Linked DNA regions of Cricetulus griseus: region 2 is linked to region 1. Evidence: chromatin contacts called from public Hi-C data. All regions are on one chromosome and are shown on one strand. Each heading gives the region's core, a stretch centred on a gene start, on an enhancer-like site or on the middle of the called end of the contact. The rest is flanking DNA. Distances are from core to core; before and after follow the strand shown. Region 1 has its middle 76 kb from the start of Dock10. Region 2 overlaps Nyap2 (neuronal tyrosine-phosphorylated phosphoinositide-3-kinase adapter 2).

The links. A called contact is a pair of places that touch in the nucleus more often than the background predicts.
Region 2: a Hi-C map of the CHO-K1 cell line shows a contact between it and region 1, with 10 times the contacts expected there. The contact joins two enhancer-like sites. A contact is called at or near these places in 6 of 8 Hi-C or Micro-C datasets (the CHK-Q cell line, the CHL-YN cell line, the CHO-K1 cell line and 2 more).

Annotation. Positions count from the first base shown.
Region 1 is chr2:433,449,925-433,455,411 of CriGri-PICRH-1.0, forward strand. No RefSeq gene overlaps it. Among named protein-coding and RNA genes, the nearest start is that of Dock10, 76 kb to the left of the region's middle. Within about 2 kb of position 2,012, at least 1 of the 6 cell types and tissues checked has open chromatin away from gene starts, as enhancers often do.
Region 2 is chr2:433,856,131-433,861,617 of CriGri-PICRH-1.0, forward strand. All of the region lies in intron 5 of Nyap2 (neuronal tyrosine-phosphorylated phosphoinositide-3-kinase adapter 2), which reads left to right. Among named protein-coding and RNA genes, the nearest start is that of Nyap2, 190 kb to the left of the region's middle. Within about 2 kb of position 3,426, at least 2 of the 6 cell types and tissues checked have open chromatin away from gene starts, as enhancers often do.

The DNA of each region.
Region 1 (5,487 bases), core at 762-3,261:
CATGGCACACGGCACACTGATAATATACTACTCATTTTCAATCATTGCAATAAAACCTCAACTGGGGTACTCAAATTCTAGCTTTTTTGGTTTTGGTTTTGGTTTGTTTTGTTGTAAGAAGGTATACCTGTTGTTTGCTACTAAACAAGTCATCTACAGGAATATCTGTGTAGATGAAACATACATCCATTTTCTAATCTGTTATCATCCAGGCAAACCTGGCTCCACCTGTTGGGTACCTGGCAGAGTTGTCACTCCTGCACACAGGGCAAGCAGTACCCTGGCTCTACATACAGGTGCAAAGATCCCTTTAAGAGACAAGCTCTGCCCATTCCCTCTCTCTCTTTCTCTGAGGAGGCAGGTCTTTCTGTCTCTTGGTCTCACTCTCCTCTCTCTCTCTCTCTCTCTCTCTCTCTCTCTCTCTCTCTCTCTCTCTCTCTCTCTCTCTCTCTCTCGGTGTGTGTGTGTGTGTGTGTGTGTGTGTGAATTCCTGATTCTCCAATTGGTTTTAGTCAATTATGCATAGGTAATAAATGAGATACATTTTTTAATCTGATTTCTTGTGTTTAGTCACTGGTATCACTACACAGAAGGGAGTCCTGACATTCAGGAATTCCATGCTTGGAAGAGACAGGCATTCCTTCTTTCTTCCTGACTGAGAATACAAAATATTCTAGACAACTTGGCTTTACCATGGCTGCACAGTGCAGCAGTTAATACATGAGCGATTATGCATAATATTTCAGTTCTGTGGGTGACTCTGAGGTGCCAATGGTGTTTCATCTCTTTAGCAATTTTCTTAGATTTTAGCCAGGGAGACTCAGAACTCCACAGGGGTGTGCAGAATAACAGATAATGGGAGTGTCTTTAATTGTAAACTATTTGCTATCTTAAGGCTGAATGCTGTTTTCTTATTCCTTTTCATGAATGCCTTGATATTGTGGCAGTTTGCAAGAGGGCACTACACAGGGAATGCAGCCATTTCTTTGTAAAGTAACTGCATGGTTTCTATTTCAAATGAAGAGTAAAATGGTGGGGATCAGAGATCTACGATGCGTTGTAGCATCTTAGATACACATCACACAACATGCTGCATCACTGGGGATTTATTGGACCATATTAGAAGGTCTTATGTTTGCAAATTTAGAAGCAGCTTGGAAAACTATAACCTGTTCAGGGAGCAATTATGAATTATACAAAAAGGATAAAGAAGACCCTCAATAAATGCATTCTGCTCATGTTCCTGGTGGTGTGGTGATGGGGACACTGGAGAAACAGCTTCTAGAAATGGATTTGGGTATTGAGTAGATAATGAAGTTATTTGGTTGCTTTAATGCAAGGGTTTCAAATCTTAATCCAGTTACTGTGCTATAACTAAGTGCTCATATCAGAAAAGTGTTCTCCTGCAGTCAGCAAAAAGATACCATTACTTACAACCTTTCCTGTAAAGGGCTCGGGTTGTCTATGGAGACAAATTCCTTCTCATCCTGAAGGTGATTAATGTGAAGTCTAACATCAGGGTGACTGAGGCAAGTGTTCACTTCCCCAGTCTGAAGCCCAATTCTCCAGAGAATAGGGAATAAGAGTGGGGCTGTGTATTAGAGTTGGAAGGGCAGAAAGTATTGTCTGGAGGGTCAAATGGATTGCTGTGTTCCTTAGGGGTCAGAGGATATACACATTTGATGCTGTGCACAACATTGCATCTCTAACCTTTTGCCAGTTTCAGCATGAGTGTGACTTCATTCCAGAAGAATAATTTTCACACTCCCTCCCTGTCACTCACAAACTGTCTATATTTTTCAGCTTCTTGCTATTCAGATTGTAAGCCTTCTCTCTTCCACCACTCTGTCTCAATGCTGTAATTCATACAACTTCAGGAAACTTATAGAATCTATTGTAGTATGAAGCATAAAGTAATTACTAACAAAGATTCATTTACACAAGACAGGCAACCCAGAAATCAGTCTTCCATGCATCTTTCCTTCCCTGGAGACTGATGTGACTAATTGTCTAGGTATTTTCCATGGATAGAGAGTGGCTTACAGAATGAAAAGCATCTAAAAATATGGCAATTAACATCGTGAGTGATTGAGTTCTGTTTGTAATGCAGTGCTTGTTAGTAATGGCACCCTCTTTCTCTCCTACCTTCACTAACCCAAATATTTACAGGGCTTTAAGAGCTATTAGAACACAAATAAAGAAAGAAACAGAAAATATTTCAGAGTTAATACATCAAACTAATATGCAGTTAAATACATTATTCTTTATTATTATATTCCAACAAGTAAAATTTTATAGCAAGAAATTATTTGTAATATGAAGATGCAGTTTATACTTTTTTCCTTTTTTTAAAAAATTGAAAACGGATTCATGTCTCATACCATATATCCTGGGCACAACTTCTCCTCCCTCCATCTCCCCCAGCTATGCACCTCCTCCCTCCCTTCTCCCCCAGATCCAATCCCACTCTGTTTCCTTTTTCAGAAAAGAGCAGGCCTCCAAGAGATCACATTCAAACAGAACAAAACACGATACAAGACAAGGCAGACGCCCTTATATCAACACTGGAAAAGGCAACACAACAGGGGGAAAAGACTCCCAAGAGAAGGCAAAAGAGTCAAGAGACATACCTGCTAGTACTGTTAGGGATCCCACCGAAACACCAGCTCTCAGCTGTGGCATTTATGCAGAGGACCTGGCGCAGACCCATGCAGGCCACTTGCTTGCCACTTCAGCCTCTGTGAGCCCATGTCAACCCTGTTTAGTTGGTTCAGTGGACCCTGTGCTCCTGGTGTCCTCCATCCTCTTTGACTCCCACAGTTTTTCCTTGAGCTCTTCGAGGAAAATCCCCTGATTTCCAAGGGGAGGGACCCCATGGGGATTTCAAATTTAGAATCTCTCTCTGCACAGTGTCTGGTTCTGGGTCTTTGCAACTGCTCCTGCTGTCATAGGAAGCCTTTGTGGAGATGACTGGACAATGCACTAACTTCTTCACACAAAAGAGACCAGAATCTAGGGGTGTAGGCTCCCTGCAGGCACTAGCTCGAGCTTTCTATGTTTAATGAGCTGTATGGATGCTGTCCTTGGAAAGACGGCCCCAATGTCAATTTTCAGAGAGTGAATTTCTGTCCTAGCGTCAGCCTGGGTTGTTTATGGATCTCCACAGGCCCTCTTGGCCAACAACTCAGCTGAAAACAGCTTTGCCTGGTTACAAAAGGAGGCATAGTCATAGTATGCATCTTCCATGACTAGGAGTCCTTACTGGGTCACCCTCATAGATTCCTAGAAGTTGTCACTATATATTAGGTTTCTACTCCCCAGTGCTCCCAAATTTTAGCTTTCTGTCCTCCTATTCTCTTCCCCACCATCCTTTTCACCCCTCCCACCTAAACCCCCTGCTCCATCACTACTCTTCCCCAATACTTCATAGACTAGACTGGCTGGGTGTGATCTCTTTGAGTTTAAGACCAGCCTGGTCTATAAAGTCTTTGGGACTTGCAGAGCTACATAGTGATACCCTCGAAACAACAACTACAACAAGCTGCTGCGCATAAGAGACCAAGAAAGCCCATGAGTAACAGAACTCCTCTATGACCCCTACTTCTGTTCTTGCCTCCAGGCTCCTGCCCCATCTTCCCTCAATGATGGATTGTGACCTGGAAGTGTAAAAAAAATTAAACATTTTCCTTCTTATGTTGCTTTTGCTTATGGTGTTTATCAAAGCAACACAAAACTAAATTAGAACAACCCTGGTGTTTTGTGAGTGGGATGGTGTACTGGATTGGTTTCAAAAGCAGAACTCAATGAGGGCTCAGAATTCAAGAAGTTTATTGTGGACTGACACATGCTAGGGTTATTGGTGCAGTGATTAGAACTGAGAGAGGCATGCCTTTAGTAAGAAACTCAGTGCTGTGTCTATGAATTGACATTGGAGAGGAAACAATGTTCAGAGAAGAGCCTCAGCTTGTCTATCATACCTCTTATACCTCATTTCACTGCATAGACAGAGCCGAAAATCACCCAGCAGAAACCCCAATACCAGACGCAAGAAACCCTCTTTTGAGTTTTTGGTCAGGACTACCCATGAGATTCTCAAAACATAGAGTCTATTGCTATTGTCCTTGGTGACCCCAGGTGCCCCCAGAGGTGAAAAGTAGATTTCTATTGCTGAAGACAATGCAATCCAGAAATAGGGACCAGAGACCCTGAGCTGGAAGTGAATGCTCTGGATGGCCCCTCCCCTAACCAAGAATTAGCTTTCATGTTGACTTACAACTCAAGGTTACAAGGGGAACTCAGGGCAGAAACTCAAGCAGCTGGTCATGTCACATCCCCAGCCATGGACAGAGAGAAATGAATGAACACATGTTTCCTGTTGCTTCCCTCATAGGATTCAGGTCCCGGAGTAGGAAATGGTACAGCTCCCATTAAGACAATCACCTCAGACACAACCATAGGCCAGTCTGATCTAGGCAATCCCTCAACTGAGACTCCTTTCGCAGGTGGTTCTAGCTTGTGCTGTGTTGTCAATTAAACTAGCCTGCTCAGGTGGAAGCTATGAAGGCAGGTAGAAGCATGAGCAGCAATGAGCATTTGTCCAACTGCTTTTAGTCGTCCTAACCAGTGAGCAGCACTAGATACCCGGACAGATGACAGAGCACATGCTGTACTGATGTGTCCCGCTCGATAGCCTCGCCAGCAAGAACCACACAGGACATTCGGATCCTTCTGCAGTAAAGCTTTAATGCGTCTTGAGAGGAGAGCATAAGCTTACCAGAGCGGAGACCCCGAGCAAGAATCCCGTCCCCTAATAAAGGCTGGCAGCCGCCGCCTGGGACGTGTCACCCTATGATTGGCTGCAGCTCATCAGGCCATATGACGCCACGGAATAGGCAGAGATCAAGGAATGGAAAATTACCCAGCGCCTGCGCAATAATCTTGTTTACATTCGGTGCCTGCTGGATGCAGCGCCATCTTGTAATGGAGAATGCAGGGACGGCTCCCTACACTGATGGCCCTATCTTCTAGTTTGACAGCACACTAATCTGCAGAACCTACTGACCATAGTTATGTGAACAAACCAAGGAGATTAGTGGAGTCATGAAGCAGGGCAGGCCATTCCTGGTCAAATTGTGACCTTGAGATCTAAGTAAATGTTTCTTGTTGTAAATCTCCAAGTTTGGAATAGCTTCATGTGTGTGAAATGCTTGATAAAACAGCCAAAGCAGGCAAGTAAGTTGTTTTAAGCTTTATTTTTATGTCACTCCTCAGCTCAAAACTAAAGCCAGCATCCCTCAGGTAGTCAAGTCCATGTGTGTTCTGGGACCGTCTGACCTCACTTCGAGTCACTGTTTCCCTTTGCTCAGGTCTCCCAAATACATCAGTGTCGTGCTGTTCATCAAACCCAGAAGTCACATTTCACATTAATTCATTTCATTTATCAATAATGTTTATCATACACTTTCCCATATGAACTATACAATGCCA
Region 2 (5,487 bases), core at 2,176-4,675, 410 kb after region 1:
TTATACTGTCTTCGAAAATTTATCAACATTTGATAAATTTATCTATTTTTTGTGTAAATTTCTTTTTAAATGTTTTGTCCACACTATTTGCACAGATGTTGTCAATGAATCTGTACATATATTTTAACTCTTATCCTACTATACTGTAATATTTGTGGTAATTTACTCAGATTTTTATTTAGCTTCAAGCATGACTGTAAGACAATGTCAATACTGATGTTCTTATAAATACTCATATATCTATTGACTACTTTGGATTGAATGTGGCAGCTAGTCTTTCTTCATTCTTTAGGCCATAGAGACAAATTAGCCAACCAAATAACTTAAATATTTACCAACAGCTGTAGACTAATAAGTCAACCTTTTAAATAAATGATATTTCTCTCTTAAACCAATAATATCAGAAATGTTCTCAGAAAGGGAATATAAGTGTCTATGCATGGCAAATGAGAGCTTCATTATTACTTGGAGAAGAGAGATAAGAAATAAAGGCATAAGCTAAAATACCATTTATTCCTTTATAATATAATATGTTGTTTTGATGTTAATCTGGGTGAATGGTTGTGAATGGGAGTTTAGAACAAGGATAATCACTATATACAAAATTCATTTTGTAACTCAACCAATAGTAAACCAATACCTTAACTGGTGAGGTTCAGTTATTTTTTCTGTGAGGCATCATGGGTATTAAGCAAGACCACACCATTTTGGAGTAATTGTTCTGCTTCCCAGCGCTTGTATTTGCGTTCATGGTACTCTGGCGAAATGCGACTTCATAAAAGCAATGATAGGATCTAAGAGACTGCCCAGCACTGATCATCAAGTTGCACATTCATCAAATACATTAAATGTCAGGACCTTTTAAAATCATAGATAAGCAAAATAATTGCATTTTATAATGAGAAACATTGTGCTTCTTAGCATTTTTATCTGACAAAGCTGTTCACAGTACTTAATTTATGAATATATTAATATCTACAAACACTTGTCTCTCCCAGGTGCATCTCAAGTATCATTTAGGATTTCTTGTGTCTTAATTTAAACCACTAAAGGCCTTTGTGAGTAAATGTAGCCATATTAACTACTTAAAGATTACAGGATACATGGGGAAGGGACACTTGCCTCTGAGTCACAATGACAGAAGGACCACTTTGCTACTGTCTCTCAAACATTGAAAACTCATGTGCAGATTAGTCCATCCCTCACACAGGAAATTCTCCATAGCCCAATTGTATGGTTATGTGTAGTTTATGGTTATTTTTCTGGTTGTGTGTTTATGATTATATAACTTGGAACCAGAAGAATGACCAAAAATAAATAGGTATTTCAGCAGCCAACACTGACCTCCTACTGAACACCAAGCTTCTCCACAGCAGAGAATCCTCTGGGCCATGCAGAGATTTAGCCAAAAGTATCTGTTATTCATGTTAGCATACCTCAAGGTCAGCCCAGCTTTTATTTCTAACTATAGAAAAGCCTAAATAGGGGACATGGAAAACAGCCACAAAGATCATTACACAAAGTCAGCTCATGTTGGGCAAGTATTTATCTGTACCAACTTCAAACTGAAAAAGAAATTCTATTAACAGAGAATGTCTTACAGAAATAATGCTTATTTCAATGCAATTTATTGAGGATAGGATCTAGCTCTGTGAAATATGGAGGAAATTAATGTTAGCAATAAGACTACTGGTCTTATTAAACTAACCTGTAGCCATGTATTATGATGATATTGCATTAGCATAATGCTAGTAGGAAAATCCCCATTATCTTGTATGTACTCTCAATAATTCTGTCTGATTGATTTAGAAAAACGTGAGGATTTAGTTTTCTGTAGCACTCTCTATTCTGTTTAATTACTGTCAGAGTTAAATAAAGGAAAGATTACCTTTAAATGGCAGCTGGATCTTGAAATGTTGGAATTATTTAATTTCTGCATCCCTGAAAGGAATTCAGATGGCAGGGATTCTGATTACACTTTATAAGTCACTGTGCCATGGGATATTTTTTAATTTAGATACTGTATGGTCATTAAATTTGAATGCTTTAAGTAAAAGATATTTAGAAGCCATTGTTTGAGTCCAGCACTCTTAAAATCTGTTACCAAGCTGAATAAAGCAAACAAACTCGTGTCTGTCCCCAATAGTCTGCCATCCATCACTCCCATGTATGGGACAGAGTGACAGGATTTAGAAAAAGAAGACTTCAACGAAATGGATGGCAATTAGGTCAAAGGATGCTAGAGTGTCTGCTACCTGGCCCTACAGTCCTCCATAACTGGATGTGTCCTTTATACCTTTATCATCAGAAATCAAAGCTGTCAATATAAGTAACAAGGAAAATGCATAAAGTAACTGAAGCATATTTTTTTTAACTGTGTGAATGGCACAGAAACTCTGGGAGGATCTGAGGTAATGTTTGCACAGTGACAGTCCTGTCTCATTCATTGTCATCTCTGTTTCTTGCACACAGGATTCACACAGACATGTGCAAAGCACTATCAGATGGGTGCTATGACTATCCCACATGGCAACTGGGAGTGCTAGTTTGAGGTGGCTGGCACAGCCTCTCCAGAGGTTTTTACTTGTATGTTTGGTTTTCTTTGCTTATGGAATCATAGAGCCTATGCTAGATCTGAAACACTCAGATGTGCCACACATTTTTTTCTGAGCCTTTTTTCTTATCTGTAAAGTATTAGAAGTATTCAATGATTAGTATCATTGTTGAGAATCAATGTGATTTCATATATATGTGTATGTATACACACACATACACACACACACACACACACACACACACACACACACACACACAAACACACACACAAAGCCGCCCTAGGTAGAAAATAACAGCTTGAAAATATTAATTATTTCTTTTCTTCCTTTGCAATATTTTTATCTCCCAATAATTTATTTTTCCAACTTACTGGAAAATTCTAAGAGGAGTACTTTCAACAAATGGTATTACAGAAAGGTGGACACTGATTGATTGCTTGCTTCTCCTCATTATTGCCAGCCATGTATAAAACTGTGAGAAATTAGGCACTCAGAATTTGCTAGATAGTAGTGACTTTTTCTTCTGGTCTTGTAGTTAAGTGTGGTTTGGATGCAAAGTATGTCAAAATTAACCATGGGTGTAATTTCAGCTCACCTGTCATCTAATATTATTTATCATCCCATTTGAATTAAATGATACCCAGATGCAATGGAACTACTACAGCTTTATGGATGCTATCATCCCTTGTGTTTAGGACAAAAGATGTGGAAACATTGGGACATATTTTTGCTAAGGTCAGAATTTGCCTTAAGATTTACCACCTAGGTGTTTTGAATACCATGTTCTCTTGAAAGATCATCATCCACATTGTAGAATATATGTTTAACAACTGAAATGAATGGTGCTTCAACAGGCCTGCCTGTTCATGCAGCTTGGAGCAAGTTAACAAATTAAGTGGATACATGGCTCCCCCTAGCAACTGAAGTGTATACTACAACCTGCATTTCAAAGGCTGTTTAAGTTGAAGACTTAACTGCCTTACTGTTAAATACGCATTTTGGGCAGAGGAGACTAAGGAGTCACATCCAATGACACTGAGTGCTATGCATCTTTATGAATTGATGACGCTTCGTGACATCATCCATTCATTCTAATCATCTTTATGCAACCTGTGTCTCAAAAGCAAAGGTTATCCTTCTTCCACAGAGGGAAATTAAAATGCAGAAAAGAATAAAAGCTTAATCCAACAAACAGAAGAATATCTTCCTAAGTTTTTTTCTGCCATCAAGGTATTTGAAAGGGGAACCTAAGAGTTCTTCCTAAAAAGAAATTCTTTCTATCTAGTGGGTAAGTTTACCTCTGACTTAGGTGACCAGAGGAGTATGAAGAAATTGTGTACATTAATACTAGCTCACAAGCTGTACTTTACTTTATTTCACTGGTTCTCAACCTTTCTCCTGCTGTGACTCTTTAATACTGCACTTCGTGTTGTGGTGACCCCCCCTCCAGCCATAAAATTATTCCATTGCTACTTCATAACTGTACTTTTGCTACACTTATGAATCATAATATAAATATCTGATATGTGACCCCCCCGCCAAGAGCTTTGACCCACTGGTTGAGAACCACTTCTTTAACTGAAGGATATATACAGCCACCAGCATGACTTTCTGAAGAAACACTAGAGATCTTCAGTTATCTCTGTCTATTCTGTGCTACAAAGGAATATTACTCCTCAGGTTGAAGCACCACTCTGGATGAAACAGATATCTAAAGCAACATTTCAGTTCTTCCTGCAACTGACACCGTTCTCAGAATTCTGCTTGCCATATCCATGTCATAAAATATCAGTGTTTTGTATGCTTATACCTATCAGGCGGATATAGTATTTCTATTAGTGGGGAAGCTGAAGCTAGAGTGTCTCTGTCAGTTCGACTTCTGAGACTACTCATAAGTTGCCAAGGTGCAAGCCCAAGTCATTCTATTAAAGTTATGCCTTATACAAGACCAGCCAAGTAGGGTCCTGCCTATGACTTAGAATCCCCGAAGTGAAATGAGGCTGTCAGTGTGACTCCATCTTTAGGATTAGACTCTCATCTCCCCTTGGTTCTCTACTCTTATGTCCTCCATTGAGAGAATTCAGAAGAGAGGGTGTAAAAGACAGAATTTGTTGCAGAAGAAAGGGATCTAAGTGTATGTTGTGTATGATGGCCAAAGTGACCATTGCTTCCATTTGTATTTTAGGCTGGTGTATTTAGTTACTCTTCTATTGCAGTGATAAAATATCATAAGCAAGGCAACTTATAGAAAGAAAAGCTTGTTTGGATTTGTGATTCTAGGGTGATAATTGTCCATTTTGGCAATGAAGGATGGCACCCAGTAGCCAGTTAGAGAGGAGTGCTGAGTGTTCACATATTGAACTGCAAGCAAGAAGAAGAGAGAATGAATGAGGAATGACACGATGTTGACTCCTCAAAGTCTGTTCCCAGAGTCACACTTCTGTCAGCAGGACCATGCCTACTAAGCCTTCCCAAACAGTGCCACCAACTGGGGAGCAACATTCAAACGCCTGAGACTCTGGGTGCTATCTCATTTAAAGCACCACAGCTGGCTTTAGACAGTCCCTACGGTCTCTAGAACATGCAGCTTTTCTTTTGAGTACTTCAATGCCTAAGTAGCTGGTAGACCCTTTTAAAATGACTCCTATGGGGGGGGGGTGATGTACTTGAAATCAGAAAGCCATTGGCTAGAGAACAAGCATGCATATGAAGTTTAGGCAGTTAACTGTTAGTAAACTTTCTAGGGGTTCAATTGTCATGTTTTCTTTCCAGGGTCAGAGATACGATTAAAATCCCATTCTGTTGAACAATAGTCGGAGTCCTATAGTTTTAGTCCTTTGTTTTACACGCTGCTCAGCTGCTCATTATAGGAATGACATCCACCCCTGTGATCTCTAAGCTTGCTGACACCTGAGCTACTTGACAGTTAGAA